3 separate regions of the Mus musculus genome follow, and all the other regions are linked to region 1. A link is a contact called in public Hi-C and HiChIP or PLAC-seq data. All regions are on one chromosome and are shown on one strand. Each heading gives the region's core, a stretch centred on a gene start, on an enhancer-like site or on the middle of the called end of the contact. The rest is flanking DNA. Distances are from core to core; before and after follow the strand shown. Region 1 overlaps Rfx4 (regulatory factor X, 4 (influences HLA class II expression)). Region 2 overlaps Ric8b (RIC8 guanine nucleotide exchange factor B). Region 3 overlaps Rfx4 (regulatory factor X, 4 (influences HLA class II expression)).

The links. A called contact is a pair of places that touch in the nucleus more often than the background predicts. HiChIP or PLAC-seq counts read pairs in DNA pulled down with a chosen protein or histone mark.
Region 2: a contact with region 1 is called in an H3K27ac HiChIP or PLAC-seq map of extraembryonic endoderm stem cells. The contact joins two enhancer-like sites. A contact is called at or near these places in 1 of 484 Hi-C or Micro-C datasets (the G1E-ER4 cell line), 1 of 115 datasets of contacts at active chromatin or transcription factors (extraembryonic endoderm stem cells) and 1 of 9 other capture datasets (pancreatic islet).
Region 3: a Hi-C map of liver shows a contact between it and region 1, with 3 times the contacts expected there. The contact joins two enhancer-like sites. A contact is called at or near these places in 2 of 39 promoter capture datasets (embryonic stem cells and liver), 2 of 484 Hi-C or Micro-C datasets (the HL-1 cell line and liver) and 3 of 115 datasets of contacts at active chromatin or transcription factors (embryonic stem cells, liver and neural progenitor cells).

The regions. Positions count from the first base shown.
Region 1 is chr10:84,884,294-84,889,043 of GRCm38.p6, reverse strand. The region is part of intron 15 of Rfx4 (regulatory factor X, 4 (influences HLA class II expression)); the gene reads right to left. Among named protein-coding and RNA genes, the nearest start is that of Gm40728, 23 kb to the right of the region's middle. Within about 2 kb of position 2,638, at least 72 of the 459 cell types and tissues checked have an H3K27ac peak or open chromatin away from gene starts, as enhancers often do. A contact at or near this core is called in extraembryonic endoderm stem cells, liver and neural progenitor cells, where this site is marked.
Region 2 is chr10:84,995,486-85,000,235 of GRCm38.p6, reverse strand. All of the region lies in intron 8 of Ric8b (RIC8 guanine nucleotide exchange factor B), which reads right to left. The region is part of intron 1 of Gm34633 (a long non-coding RNA gene); the gene reads left to right. Among named protein-coding and RNA genes, the nearest start is that of Gm34633, 6.2 kb to the left of the region's middle. Within about 2 kb of position 2,550, at least 27 of the 459 cell types and tissues checked have an H3K27ac peak or open chromatin away from gene starts, as enhancers often do. A contact at or near this core is called in extraembryonic endoderm stem cells, where this site is marked.
Region 3 is chr10:84,808,437-84,813,186 of GRCm38.p6, reverse strand. All of the region lies in intron 3 of Rfx4 (regulatory factor X, 4 (influences HLA class II expression)), which reads right to left. The region is part of intron 2 of Gm40728 (a long non-coding RNA gene); the gene reads left to right. Among named protein-coding and RNA genes, the nearest start is that of Gm40728, 52 kb to the left of the region's middle. Within about 2 kb of position 2,851, at least 22 of the 459 cell types and tissues checked have an H3K27ac peak or open chromatin away from gene starts, as enhancers often do. A contact at or near this core is called in liver and neural progenitor cells, where this site is marked.

The sequences.
Region 1 (4,750 bases), core at 1,389-3,888:
ATTCACACAACCCCAGTGCGTTCCAAGGTCTGAGGATGGTGCAGTGGCTGGGCTCCTGGTCCGTCAGGAGTCTTTAAAAGTCCCCTTTATTAAAGGGCACTTGATGGCTGCTTTATAGTGTTGAAACTGCAATAAGGGATCATTTTCTCCCCATCCCCAAAAGAACATTCTTCCTCAAGGTGGTTTTCATTTTCTATGGGGTTTGCAAGCACAGGACAGAGTACGCTTGGAAAAGAAAGACAGTCAAAAATTTCTTGAATTAGTGAATGTTCTTCCAACAGAAACCAGAACGCAACCATGTCTCTTTCCCCACACTGTCTCGGTTAAATCTCCCCAGCAGGGTTGTGGGGGCCTCCCTTTTCTGTGTTGTTTTCCTTTGCTGAGAGACAGGGTCTCCTATCCTGGACTGGCCTTGAACACAGGGACTTCCTTTCTTCAGCCTCAGCCTCAAATTCAATCCCAAGTACTGGGACATGTTACCACCACAACCAGACTTGCCAGCATCCTTTGTCATGAGGGGACTGAGTCCTAAAAAGTGAAGGAACTCGCTCAGGTTAGGTGCATAGCTGGATGTTGAGTGCAGACTGCCCCCGCTCCAGAGCTTTTCCAAGGCAACCAACCATACTTGCCACTGGAGATCTCTGGAGATAGTAAAATGCAGACCCTGAGCCCCGGGTCAGCAGCAGGACATTTACTGTAGTAAGAGTCTCAAAAATGACAATGGCGTCGGTCCACGGACTGAGCCCCAAGAAGCAAAGGTCTGTAACGCATTGCTTCCTGTCATATATCCTGCTTAAAATAAAGTTGTGCTGGGGATTGAAGCCACATCCTAAGCAAGCACCCTACCCCAGAGTAACACCCGCCCCCCAGAAGTAGTGAGATCCTGCTGGCTACTTGTGTAAACTGGCCCGACTTCCCCAACTGTCCAGCTATATACCTTCTTCGGATTTTGGATAAGCCTTTCCCCTACCTGAACATCTCACCTAAGCCTTTGCTTTCGATTTCTCAGGAATAAACTCTGGTGAACAGGGGGAGAATCTAGAACTCGCTGCCCCTGGCCCCAGCCACCAGCCACCTGCAGCTGTTCAGACTTCAGTTATGGAAATTAAATGCAGTGACAAGTTCAGGTCCTTATTTGAACTGGCTGCAATGGTGGTTAGCGCTTACTGTGTCGGACAGCTTGGATTTTAGTTTAAAGCTTGTATAAACCGCGTGTGGATATTTTGTTTGGCCACGAGTTTTATGCATAGGGACTGGAGTTAGAGAATGTCATGTGGGGCTGGGAACCAAACCCAGATTCTCTGGAAGAGCATCCAGTGTTCTTAACGCTTGAGTCATCTCTCTAGCCCTGACGGACAAATTTTGGAGTTTGTTTTGTTTATGTTTGTTTTTAACTACTATAATCAAAAAAAGTTCTATTTGGATAGTGTTGTTTTCTGAGATCCTTAACAATACCTTTCTTATAACCTTCAAGACTGAGACAGAAAGATTGTGTGTGTACGTGGTGACGCACGCCTTTAATCCCAGCACTCAGGAGGCAGAGACAGGCGGATTTCTGAGTTCGAGGCCAGCCTGGTCTACAGAGTGAGTTCCAGGACAGCCAGGGAAATACAGAGAAACCCTGTCTCAAAAAACAAAAAAACAAACAAAAAAACAACAACAAAAAAAGATTGTGTGTGTAGATCTGCCTCTCCCTCTATCAGTACGCATCCATGGCCACCTCAGGCTGGGGATAGCTGTGTTTAAGGAGCGTGCCCACTGGCATGGGAAGCCTGGTCTGTTTTATGTTGCTGCACTAATAATACTAATAGCTCCATGCTCAGCATCAGACAGACCAAACTGACCAGGGCAACAAATGAACCCATTCCCAGAAGGGCATGATGGCTTTCTCTCTTGGTGCCTGTTCCTTACACACCACAGCCAGTCCTTAATACACCAGGCTCTTTCTGCCTAGGGCCTGTGCGCACGATGTCCTTGTTGGCCCTCCCCAACTCCTACATAGTCAGCTCCTTGTGGTTGGCCATTTCTGTGACAGACATCACTGTCCACCAAGCTGGGCAGTCTCCGGGTTACACTTTTTCCATACCTCATTATTCTTTCCACTCACACCTCTTATGGCCATCCGGAGTTACATATTTACCTGGCCGTTTAGTTCTACATTAACTCTTACCCACTGAAGCTAAGTACCACCAACGGCAGTGACTGTATCTGTTTTGTCTTGTCTCCACTTCTGTACCTCCAAGGCTGGGCGCAGGCGAAACACAGAATCTGCGCTTAGCACAGTAACAATTGAATAGCAAACGGAGGGAAAGGTCTGTGTGATGGATCAAGTGAAATCAAAGCATGCCTGAAACGATCTTATTTTTTCCTGTCCTGATTCATTTCTCCTAATTCTGTTCCTTTAAAGAGGAGGAAGGAGCTATGACGGAGTGGGGAGGAAGTCACTGTAAATGAGTCACCAACCAGTGCCCACCATTGGTAGCTGCTTGGCTTAGTCCGCCTCAGTGTGGCTGAGCTTTTGTTACTGGGAGAGTCTCGGGGTCAGTTATCTTTGTGACAGCCTCAGCTGCTGCAGAGAAAGTGCAGCTGGGCAGGCCAGATGTTCTACAGTCAGGGCCATTTGGGAGGAATCCCCCTGTTTCATCAGGCATCCGAACTTCCCAGTGATTGGATGTGCTGGGTTTGTGTTGCAGGGAACCTGGGTGGGAAGCTGAAAACACTAGCTTAATAATTAACTTTTTATTGTCAGTGCCAAAGCGGGAACACTTACAATGACATCATAAATGGGGCTTTTAGAGCCCTGTGGTGGCCCGCCCAGACAGAGTCTGAGCTTAACATTTTGTTTTAAATGACATTAAAGAATTGCAGCCCAATGTCATGTTAAATAGACTGATCCATTTGACACCACCTACTAGGTCCACGAGGGAGAAAAAAAGCTCCTTTCCCCTAAGTTTCTGAACTTTGCCTGACCAGGAGGGAGGGGGCAGGCCGGCAAAGTTCCCAAAGTTCCGGGTGGGCAGATGACAAATGCCAGGTTTTACCTGGTGAAAATCTGTGGTTGTGGAGTCCTGTAACTGGTCTCTCACCATGTGTTGCCCAAAGGCAGCTTTAGTAAACCACTCTAGTCTGGCTTTGAGCAGCCTCAGGTTTCGGTGCCTGTTCCTATCTTTTCCTTACCTCCTCCACTTGTTTAAAACTGATAGCACTGTCTTAAGAGAACATATTTACAAATATGTCTGCATGGACATGGACTGAGACATGGACATGATTAAGTAGAGAAACTGTCGTCCTTGAGAGTTATAACTGTGCAGCTGTCTTTCCCAGCTGTCAGAGGATGCCACAGGGTTATATGCCAGGGACTAATACTTTATGCTAGGAAGTGTCCATCCAATAGGAGACGGTAGCTCGATGAAAAGGCTCATCTGGCTGGCCTTGACTCTGAGGTCAAACCTAATAATACATCATTGGGTCAGTGATACTCAGAATATGTCTGAGATCCAACAAAGTAACTAGGTCACATGCAATTTCACTTAAGGTTGGGGGTAGGGATAGGAAACTTTGTTAGCCAAAGTTTGCTTATTTCACATCCATTGATTTTTTTTTTCTTGCTATCTGCTTTGGGTTTGTTGTTGAACTTTACTTGTAATTGTGAGTGTGTGTGTGCACGTGGGCACGTGTGTCCACCAGAAGAGGGTAATGTATCCCTTGGAGTGGGAGTTACAGGTTGTGAGCTGCCTGGTGTAGGTGCTAGGTTTGTTGTCAGTGTTGTTGAGCAAAGTCTTCTGTAGCCCAGGCTAGCCTCAAGCTTACTAGGTTGCACAGGATGACCGTGAACTTATGATCCTGCCTCCCACCTCTTGAGTTCTGTGATTACAGAGGTGTGCCAACATTCAAAGTTTATGCTAGGAACTGAACCAAGACATCATGAATGCTAACCAAGGAACCCCTTTACCACTTAAGTTACATTTTCAGCCCCTATTTGGGGTTCCTTTAAAAACATGGTTTTTGGTTTGAGTCTGGCTATATAACTAAGTAAGAAAGGCACTTGCCACTAACCTTGACAGCTCGAGGTTAATCCCCGAAACTCACATGGTAGCAGCAGAGAATCAACTACCACACTTTGCCTCTGACCGTCCCACAAATGCACACACATCCATACTCAAACATGTGCATGTGCACACACATACACAAATAAGTGTAATTATTTGTTTTCAAGTTTTTGGGAAGTAGATGGGAAAATGGCAATTTAATAAAACTAATTGGACATTAAAGTCATATAGGGAGTTAAATTTTTAAAAGAGCATGACGACTCTTACTAGATTTACAAAGTTATTTTTCAATTTTACAGTATCATTCAATAAAAGTATGCACAAGGCCCCAAATTTAAGACTCCTACAATAATGCGTGTATAGCATGTGCTTAAAACCACGCAGCTTCTTAGGAAATGATGCACGCTTCTCCCCAGACCACGGCCCAGTGCTCGTCCAGATCCAGTCTATGGATCCAAACTTGATCCACGGAGCATTCTGAAAGTGGTACTAGAGAAAAATAGTATACATCCTTTTATGGAAGATGATGTTTTTAGTGCCCTCTGGGGATTCCTAAGAACAAAGCTGGAATGTGCCAGAATCTTCAAAGCCTACAGTCATCTGAAGAGAACCTGTTTCACATTTGTGATTCTCAGAAGCTCCCTTTATGACCTGCAGCACGTTGCACAGAAACCTCTTAACACTTTTATGATATTCCTATG
Region 2 (4,750 bases), core at 1,301-3,800, 110 kb before region 1:
TCACTCAGGGAAAAGATGGAACAGGGCAAGCAGAAGATATGGGACCCAGAGGCTCTTCTCTGTGCTCCTACCCACTTGCTTCTAGGTATTCTCTATGGTGCTTCAGGAACCTTGGGGCAACCTGAAAACTATATAGATTGGTCACATAGTCCTAATTTTGACTACACACTAATTCTAATTCTTGGGGACCTAGAGCTGGCCTGACCTCAGATGAACATATAAAGTTTCCCATGTTATCAGGATGGACGAGGCTCAAGTGCTCCGTTCAGATAATGCTCTTAACTCTCCCTTTTAAAGGTGCCCACAGAAGAGAAAGTCTCTAGTTAGATGCCATCACAAAATTGCTAAAGGGGTCCCTGAATTTCCCAAACTTAAGAACAAAGAGAACTGAGTGAGGTTTCTGAGAAGAGATGCATGGAGATGCTGTGTTGTTATTTGTTCGGGCACATGGCACTAGCTACTTGCTAAGTTATAAAAACAACTAAGTAAAGATAGTTCTTAGAGATATACACTACTCTCAAGCAAAGGAAATCGGGTCTTAGAGGAAGAGAAATAAATAAACAATGCTGAGCATGCTCATTTGCCACTTGAGAGAGGCTTCTCACACTGATAGAGGTGTGATTTGAGGAATCACGCCTGTAGACTTTTCAGAAAACAATGACATTAGCACAGACAATTGTGTCCCTCAGAAACATGTCAGGAGACACGGGGTAAGGCCTGTGCTGCTTCAGGCCCACAGCGCAGTCAGGCACAGGGTCCTAGGTTAGGCACAATGGTTCTTTCCTTAGTATCTTTGTTGCCGTCTGTCTTTTGAGACAGGGTTTCTCTGTGAACAGTCCAGGCTGTTCTGAACTGGTTGTATAGAGCAGTCTGGCCTTGAACTCAGAGCTCTGCACGTCTCTGCCAATCAAGTGCTGGGATTAAAGGTGTCCATTGGTGGGGATAGCATCTGTTTCCTAGAGCCTCCTGCTTGCTCTGAGGTTAGCTTCCAAGTAAGCATGACCCAGAGGGAGGCCCCTCCCCATCCATGGAGACAACACCATAACACCCCTGCACACACACACCCACCTCCCTTTAAACACAGGACGCAAACACCGGTTCATGTCTCCCTTTAAACAGATTTTTCCCCCATTATGATACTCAGGGGGACGTAAGCAAAACCACATAAAGCCCAAGCCAGGACAATAAACTGCACCACTCTCTCAGAGAAAAACGCCAACATGTCGGCACAGAAGGCAGGCAGGAGCTACCTCTCCCTTTTAGTCAGTTTCATACGTTGTCCACCCAGAAGAAGAGAAAACACGTCATCACACAACAATAATGCCAAGCTGGATATTTTGGAATGAACACATACATACAATCAAAGATAGCATTTATGTTTCAAAATCCGACTACTATAAAACTCTGAGGTTATTTTTACTATGTTTGAATGCTGAGTCTTAGTTCCTCCAAGGACACTAACTGTGGTGGGCCTTAGGAGAATGGTATGTATTTATTTATTTATTTACCTCGTCTTTCCTCCCCCTTTCCATCATTCCAGCCCTGTGATTAATTTTATCTTCCAATTAGGTGAACTCCTGTGGATACATGAACTGGCATGTCATGGCCTGACAACAGGAGGATTATGACACACTAAAATGGTGTGAGTGTGTGTATAAAAGATGAAATACATTTCAATTATTTTATCCTTCTAACTATTGCTGTTTCTGGTTAATATCAGCATCACTTAACAAAAAGAACTACACAGAAACTTGGCTCTATGAAAGCTTCAACCTTTAAAGGCAGGGCTTAAGTTTTACTCAGAGTTCTGGCAAAGATAGGGGGGGGGTGGGCTACACTGCTGCAGCACTAGCCAGACCCACAGGGCACAGACACCAGCTCTAATGGGATTCCTGGTTCCTTCTGCACCATATTTCAAGTCCAGTACTGATAGTCAGGATTGAAGCTTGATAGCTTGAGGGGCTAATTTTTATGGCCTCAAAGCCTTCTAAACATCTACGTTAATATCCACAGATAGCATTCCTTAGGGAAGATAACTGCTTCAGGGAAGCTTCTCTCTCCAATAAATGGTGGAGAATGCAGAAACTCTTGGCTGCTCGAGGCGCTGAGAAAAAGGAACAGCTGAACTCAGCTCAAAACCACAGGACACTTGTATCACTATCTCTAAGCCTCAAGGAATCCAGGGAAGAACACAAGAGTGGATGGACATAAAATTCCGTTTTCTTGGCATTACACAGCAACTGCAACCATGAACTTATGCAGTTGCCTGCATTGGTCAGGAACAAGAACGGGCCTGTCAAAGGGGAGGGATTCACGGGGGCTGGCATTGTGCATTGTTGTTAAAACTACTGACTGCTCAGAGGTTCTGGGAAAGGAGTCAGTGATTTCAGTTGTGCCTCCTCCCCCGGGAATCCACCAAACTTTAATCCACAGCCACACAGATAAGCCCTGGTTAAACACAGTAGATCACAAAACAATAGACAGTATGGGGGTGGGAAAGGGATCTGTAGAGAAGGGCTACTGACAGAGATGGCAGGGAGAAAAGAGAAGAGAAACTGCAACGCATATGTACTCGTATGCAATTGTCAGATCTGCAAGGAGGCGAGCAAGACAGGTCACCAGAGCAGCGCATACATGCCAGCTATGGCAGAGCCCTCTGCTCAATTCCACAAGCTGGCTGCTGTGTGAGGACTTGGCTGCTCACGAGGAGAACTTGTCAGTTTTCTAAAGACGCTAGAGATCCACATTCTCATCTGAAACGTCTGCATCCTAAATGCTGCCAAGGGATTAGCAAGCACCTTTCAAAGTGAGAACAAAAATATAAACAAAAAAATACTACATGGGACAAACCAAATAAACCATACCTGTGGGCAAAATTCTGCTTCCATGCTGATAAATCCACACCCTCTACAGAGTTTTTAGGGAAAGGCACTTATTTCTGTATGTCTAGACCAGGAAGGAAGAAGGGAGCAGGTGTGTAGGGAAGAGGTTCTGCAGGGATAAAGACCACGCTGTCTTTCCTGGGGCCTCCCCACAACACCTGGTTCCTGCACCTTCCCAAGCAACACAAAAAACAATGCCTTCATCTCCTAAGCCCCACCCTGGCTACCAGAGCTTCTCCACTGGAGCTGTTGACTAACTCAGTCAACAGCTCCAAAAATGTATTAACCCAGGGGTTGGAGAGATGGGTCAGCAGTTAAGAACACTAGCTGCTTTTGCAGAGAAACTGGCTTTGATTCCCAGTTCCCACATAGGGGCTCTCAACTGTCTGTAACTCTAGTTCCAGGAGATCTGACAGGCTCTTCTGCGACCCCCACCCCCACCCCCCCGGCATCTGACATGCACATGGGGCATAGACATACATGCAGGCGAAAGACTCAAACAAAAAATAATTAAAAATATATTAATGTAGTCAACAAACATTTATAGAAAGACAGACTTTTGATTTTTAAATCCCATTTCCTCATGAAACTTACCTTCTTGCAAACAAAGGGACAAAACCCCAGACCTAAGGAACAGGGATGCTTAGGAGGGAAATGTAGAAGCCCAGGCTTTAGACGGCACTACACAGGCTGCACAGAGAACAGACCTGAGCAAGACCTGGGGGTGGGGTCAGGGATGGGAGGGTAACACAGCAGCTCTCTGGAGGAGGTGTGCTCCACACAGAGACACTCAACATGAAGTCACGTGTTTGACAAGTAGTGAAGAGGCCGGTGGTACGGGCGGAGAGACACAGTGCATACAAACCACAGTGAGAACCTTGGCTTTCAGTCACTAGACAGTTTTAAGCAACTAATATTGTCTGACTCAGATTTTACACGGATCCCAGTAACTGTTGAGCTGAGAATGTAATGAAAAGTCCCAAGGCAGAATCAACAAGGTCAGTTAGATGGTGCTGATTTAAACCGTACCAGAGAGACAGACCTGTGACTTGGTGGTGGAGCACTAGCTTGCCGTGCAAGAAGCCATGGTTCTGTCACTGGTACTAGACAAAGGGGGAAGGATTTTGGACAGAGCCAAAGTTTCAGCGTGGTGCCAGTTAAAGCAGAAGGCATAACTAAATAACAAGTGCAATATGAAGATCTAGCCATAGCTATCAGGTGCTATCCAGTAAAAAGGACGACTACTATATATGATTTCACATACAGACAGGAAGAAGCTAGGAGAGGGTGCAGGGAAGTGAACAGTTGCATTGGGAAAGACGAACAGTCTGGAGATAAACTGGACACAGTCAGACACACCTGCATCCCAGCACCCTCAAGGCTGTGGCCAGCCTGTGGGTTTGAAGATCAGTCTAGGCTATCCAGTGAAACCTGTGTAAAAGAGGCTGTGCAGCAGTGAATGGACTGATGGCCACTGGGTCTCACATGCTAAATGGCTAGAACGTTAGTTCCATGTTGTGTACATTGTTTCCCGAGTGAGGATGCTGCTGTTTCCTCTGAAGCCAGTCGTAGTGCTATGTACCTAGAGTCTCAGCGCTGGGGAAGCTGTGGCAGGGGGACTCTGAGTTCAGTGTCAGCTTGGAACTGAGAAAATTCCATTCTGAAAGTGCAAGTTACAAAGGCTGTTACATGTGTAGAGGTGCTATGGAGGAGGCAGGAGGAGTAATAAGTTTCTTTTCAATTATGGTCTTTTTGTGACCAGACTTTACATGTATTTCACTGAGTGCTTATAGTCATAAGCCTTACTTTCTAGCTAAATCCTAGTCTATACAAATACAGCCCAGATTAGGCAAAGGGAAAAAAATCTT
Region 3 (4,750 bases), core at 1,602-4,101, 76 kb after region 1:
CCTTTTGCATTTGCTCCTGAGGATCAGGTCGCTTCAGACTTTTAAAGCTATGCTAGAGCTTGCAGGTGCCCTGCTCATTCAAGCTTCGAATCATGTATCCACTCTGCAGCCATTTCTAACAGGAAAATGCCCAAAGGTTTTGTGTGTGTGTGTGTGTGTGTGTGTGTGTGTGTGTGTGTGTGTGTGTGTGCATGTACACCCTGGAGATTCATGATTTGACAAGAGTGGTAGAAAGGAAATGTCTAACACATGGCAAAACAGAGGCAGCACATCTGGACAGTCACTGGTCAGTGCTGAAAGGGAGACTTCATGATCAGACTGGAGAGTTGGCCTCTGATAATGCTAGGGTCCCCTGACTCTCTGTGATACAAAGGTTGATGGTTCTACATATCCTGTACCTTCCTGAGGGCAGGATACGGATTCTGCAGAAGAGAATGTCCACTTTCCAACTGAGTTAGAGTCCCAATCTCTGTCTCTCTGTCTCTGTCTGCTGTCTCTCTCTCCTGGTATGGTAACTGTAAGCAAGTTGTCTAACGTCAAATTTCATTTTCCCTTCAACAGTACTGACTGATAACCCTTTTAGGGTGGATGCTGATACCTTAACAAGTAATGTGTAGCAAGAAAGTACTGGGGGCTGGAGAGATGGCTCAGGGGTTAAGAGCACTAGCTGCTCTTCTAGAGGACCCAGGTTCAGTACCCACATGATGTTTTACAACTGTCTGTAACTTCAGTTCCAGGGGACCTGACAACCTCACAAAAACATGGTGTAGACAAAGGACCAATGCACATAAAAATAATTGTAAATTATTTAAAACAAATTATAAGTTCTGGACCCTCATGTCCTGTAAGTGACATTAGATTTCCTCAGGCTTTTTTTCCCTCCCATAAGACACTTTGGGAGGCCTATGTGTCCTAATTCTGTGATAGGCATTGAAGACATAGAACAACTCTAAATAAAATTTGAAGTTTTCTTTAAAAAAAAATTATTCTAAACACCAGAATTTGGGCATATAAATGGAATTCTGCCTCCACTGACATCCACCTGCCGGAGGGTTAAACACTTCTGCCAACAATGCTGTGACACATGACAATGTGGAGCCTGGCATGCGTACAGCTCAATAAACTCACCAGCAGGAAACATTTCTCCTTTGATGACTGGATTTTAAGAAACAACTCAAAAAGAAAGAAAAAAAACTGGAATCAAATTTAGGGGACAAAGTGATGAATACCCATTTTACCAACCTTTGTTTTGTTTCCTTTTGGTTTATGTTTTTGGGTTTTTTTTTGTTTTGTTTTGTTTTTGTTTTTGTTTTTTGAGGTTTTTTTTTTTTTTTTTTTTGGTTTTGTTGTTGTTTCGGTTTCAGCTAAAATAAGGCATGAATCTTAAGCAACGGAGTAAATGTCCTCATGTAGCTTTAAACTCACTCTGAGGACCCTTGCCAGGGAAGTGGTCCAGTACTGTTGTAACTCCTGTAGAGTGAGGACGAGGCCTCCCAAGGTGACCACTTGCAGGGGGTGGCACTTGGTCAGCTCATTCCAACATGACTTTGAAGGAAAATCAGCTCAGTCATTTCATACCCAAGTCTCCTAAATGAATATGACCCCCGGACTCGGGCAAATGGCAAAGCCAAGTACTAAGGGGGTCCCAGGCATTCTGTCCCCTGCCCTTTCCTGGGACTGGGCATAGGGAGCGGATCCTGCTGGCTCTCATGCTCCAGTAAATACCTTACGCAATCCTTTCTAGGTGACCCAATACCCTGAGGCTAGGGGGAGCACCCAGTCACCTCAGAATCCCTAAAGTCCCACATAGTCCTTGGCACATGATAGGAGCCTGATATTTGATGGATGGATCATTTCAATCGTTTACTCATCCGATAGATAAACACTGACTTTATCGCTTGCTGGGCACTGAGGTCATGTCATTGCGAGCAAAATGGTCCTTGATGGATATCATGAACAGATTCATGGTAAACAGAGGGATAAAGATGAGATCTTTAATTCAACACTGAGGGCTACCCAGTGTTCTGAACACAAGAAAACAGATTAGTATGGCCCCTGTATAAGGATGATATGCAAATTCATGTAGTGTTCCACATTAAAAATAAATAAATAAATAAATAAATAAATAAAGGGACGATTGTGACCCAAATGAAGCTCTTCCATACCAGTAGTGCATGTTCTCCGTGTCACCAAGTGGAACCCTGTGTTCCGCTCAGGAAAACTAGCTCCATGGACGTATAGGTTTCTTGGGCCTGCCCTGCACTTTGGATCTGGGATGAATGAAAACCCGTCTTCAAATTTAGCCAAGATCCCTCACTGCCACTCACAGCATTGTTCCTCTGTAGAGGTGACATCAGCGGCCCAGCTGAGGCTCAAACTTTACAGGGACCATGTAAGTGAGGCAGCTGTCACCAACGGGGGTCCCACAGGCATGCTTTGTTTAGCCTGAGCAGCACTGGCTCAGCTTTTAAACCCCTGGACTTCACACAGAAGAAGCTGGATTCCTGGCTTCTTATGAAAAAGTCGAGGTCTGGCAACCCTGGACCCGTATTCCCTCATGACAGCAATTGGCCAGGGTGAGCAGTGCCTGGGGGTTGGCCCGAGTCCTCACCCCTCCCCATTTTTCTTACACCAAGACTATTTTCTGTTCCTTTCCTGGCTCCTGTGGGCACTTGTGTTGGCATAAGACATGACCTATGTCCTAGTTCACTTTGGAGTCTATTTGGGGAGAGTGACATACAAGAAACAATAATATTTAAATACTATAAACTCCTGACCGTAGAGGCTATTGAAGAGGGAAACAGATGGGTGTGTAGATGGGAGTGAATAGTTATGGTTTCACAGAGGACTTGGGACTGAAATTTTGTAACAGCAAACAACAGCTCACATTCATGGAACTTGTCCTAGGTGCCAGGCCCTGGGTATCCAGGCTTTTACTTCATTCTCATGAGAGTCACGTAAAAGCCAGGCGTGTCAACACATGCCTGCAATCCTAGCACTCAGAAGGGTGAAGTGGGAGGATCTGGGTTTGCAGTGAGCTTAGGCTATGTAGTGTATCCAGGGATAGCCTGAGCTACATAGTTGAGCACCCAGGTCAACAACAGCAAAGCCCAAATGAAGCACAGCAAAGTAAAGTAAAGCAAAGCAAAAACAAAACAAACACAACACACAAGATAGGCATTACACCCATCGTTCAGATTGCAAATTCAAGGCTCAAAAAGTAGAATTCGTTTGCTAATATGACCAGTAGTTAAGAGAGTTCTCACTAGAAACCCGGTCTGCCACCGAAGTTGGAGGAGGCTTTGGGCAAGAGGAACAGCAGAGAGCAATAGGTATGTCATACACTTTGAACCATGGAGACATCTGTCTGCATGGGAAGAGGGGCTTGTGGAAGAAGAAGGAAAAGGAGAGAATGGTGGAAATTGAGGGGAATCTTTAAATATGCAAAGGAGTGGCCTCACCAAGGTGCTACCTTAACGTGCCCTTTCCAGAAGATCAGTGAATAGCATTCAAATGATTGGGGGCTAAAAGGATGGCTCATTAGCTAAGAGCGTACACTGCTCTTCTTTCAGAGGATCTAAGCAAGCTCAGTTCTCAGCAACCTTGGCAGGTGGCTCATAACTTCTGTAAGTCCAGCTCCAGGCACTGACCGTCTCCTGACCTCTGCCTTCATTTATATACACATGGCATACATTCACACAGACGCATCGATACACGTAGTTTTTTTTTTTTTTTTTTTTTTTTTTTTAAACAGGAAGACTGAAAAAACCCAAAGACTCATGGATTAGCTCAGTTAGTGAAACATGAGAACCTTTACTTATAAAGCATGAGCTTAGATCCCAGCGCCCATGGTTCAAAATGAGCATGATAGTATGTGCATGTAGCCCAGTGCTGGGGATGCAAGGAGGGACTCTGGCTGGGCCACCAGCATAACAGATTGGTGAGTTCAAAGTTCAGTGAGAAACCACGCCTCAAAATAATAACATGCAGAGTGACTGAAGAAGGTGGGTCAGAATACTCCATGCTGACCTCTGGCCTTTGCGTGTGCGTGCACGCACGCACGCACACACACACAAGACTCAGAGGCAAGACCACTTGATTACTTCTAGAATGCTCTATAAGTCATAATAATAATGTTGATGACAAAGGTTAGGGACACCGAGGTAAAGCTTGATATGTTCTATTAGTCAATAACAAAGTATGAAAGAACACACACACACATACACACACACACACACACACACACACACACATACATACAGAAACAAGAAAACCTCCTGAGTTCCATTTTAGACTTGAGTGTTCCATTAAACAACTTCCCTAAAGGTTTGACTTTGTCGTTTCTAATAAGCAAATGTGAGGAGTTGGGCAGCCGGGACTTGTTGGAGAGGGAGGCGTCCCTTGTGCTAACTGTGGTAATGACGGTTCTGAGTTTGTTTTGGATAAATAATCATGGATGCAGTGGGGAAATATGCTTTTCAAGCCATTCGGAATCTGTATGTGGAGGACTTTTAAATGAGAAAGCCCTGCCCCCTTTAAAGTATAGGAGTGGTGGATAACCAAGGATAATGAACAATCTTGGATTAGTTGGTAGTTTTTAGATGAGTCAATGAACACACGAGACTAGTTTGGAATCACTATACTAGTTCAGGCAAGAAGTACAGGGCCTAAACTGAATCAAGATAGCATACAGAGTCTAGGTCTCATTTTGTCCCGCTAGGGAAGTAGGCAGTAACTAAGACAGTCTCAG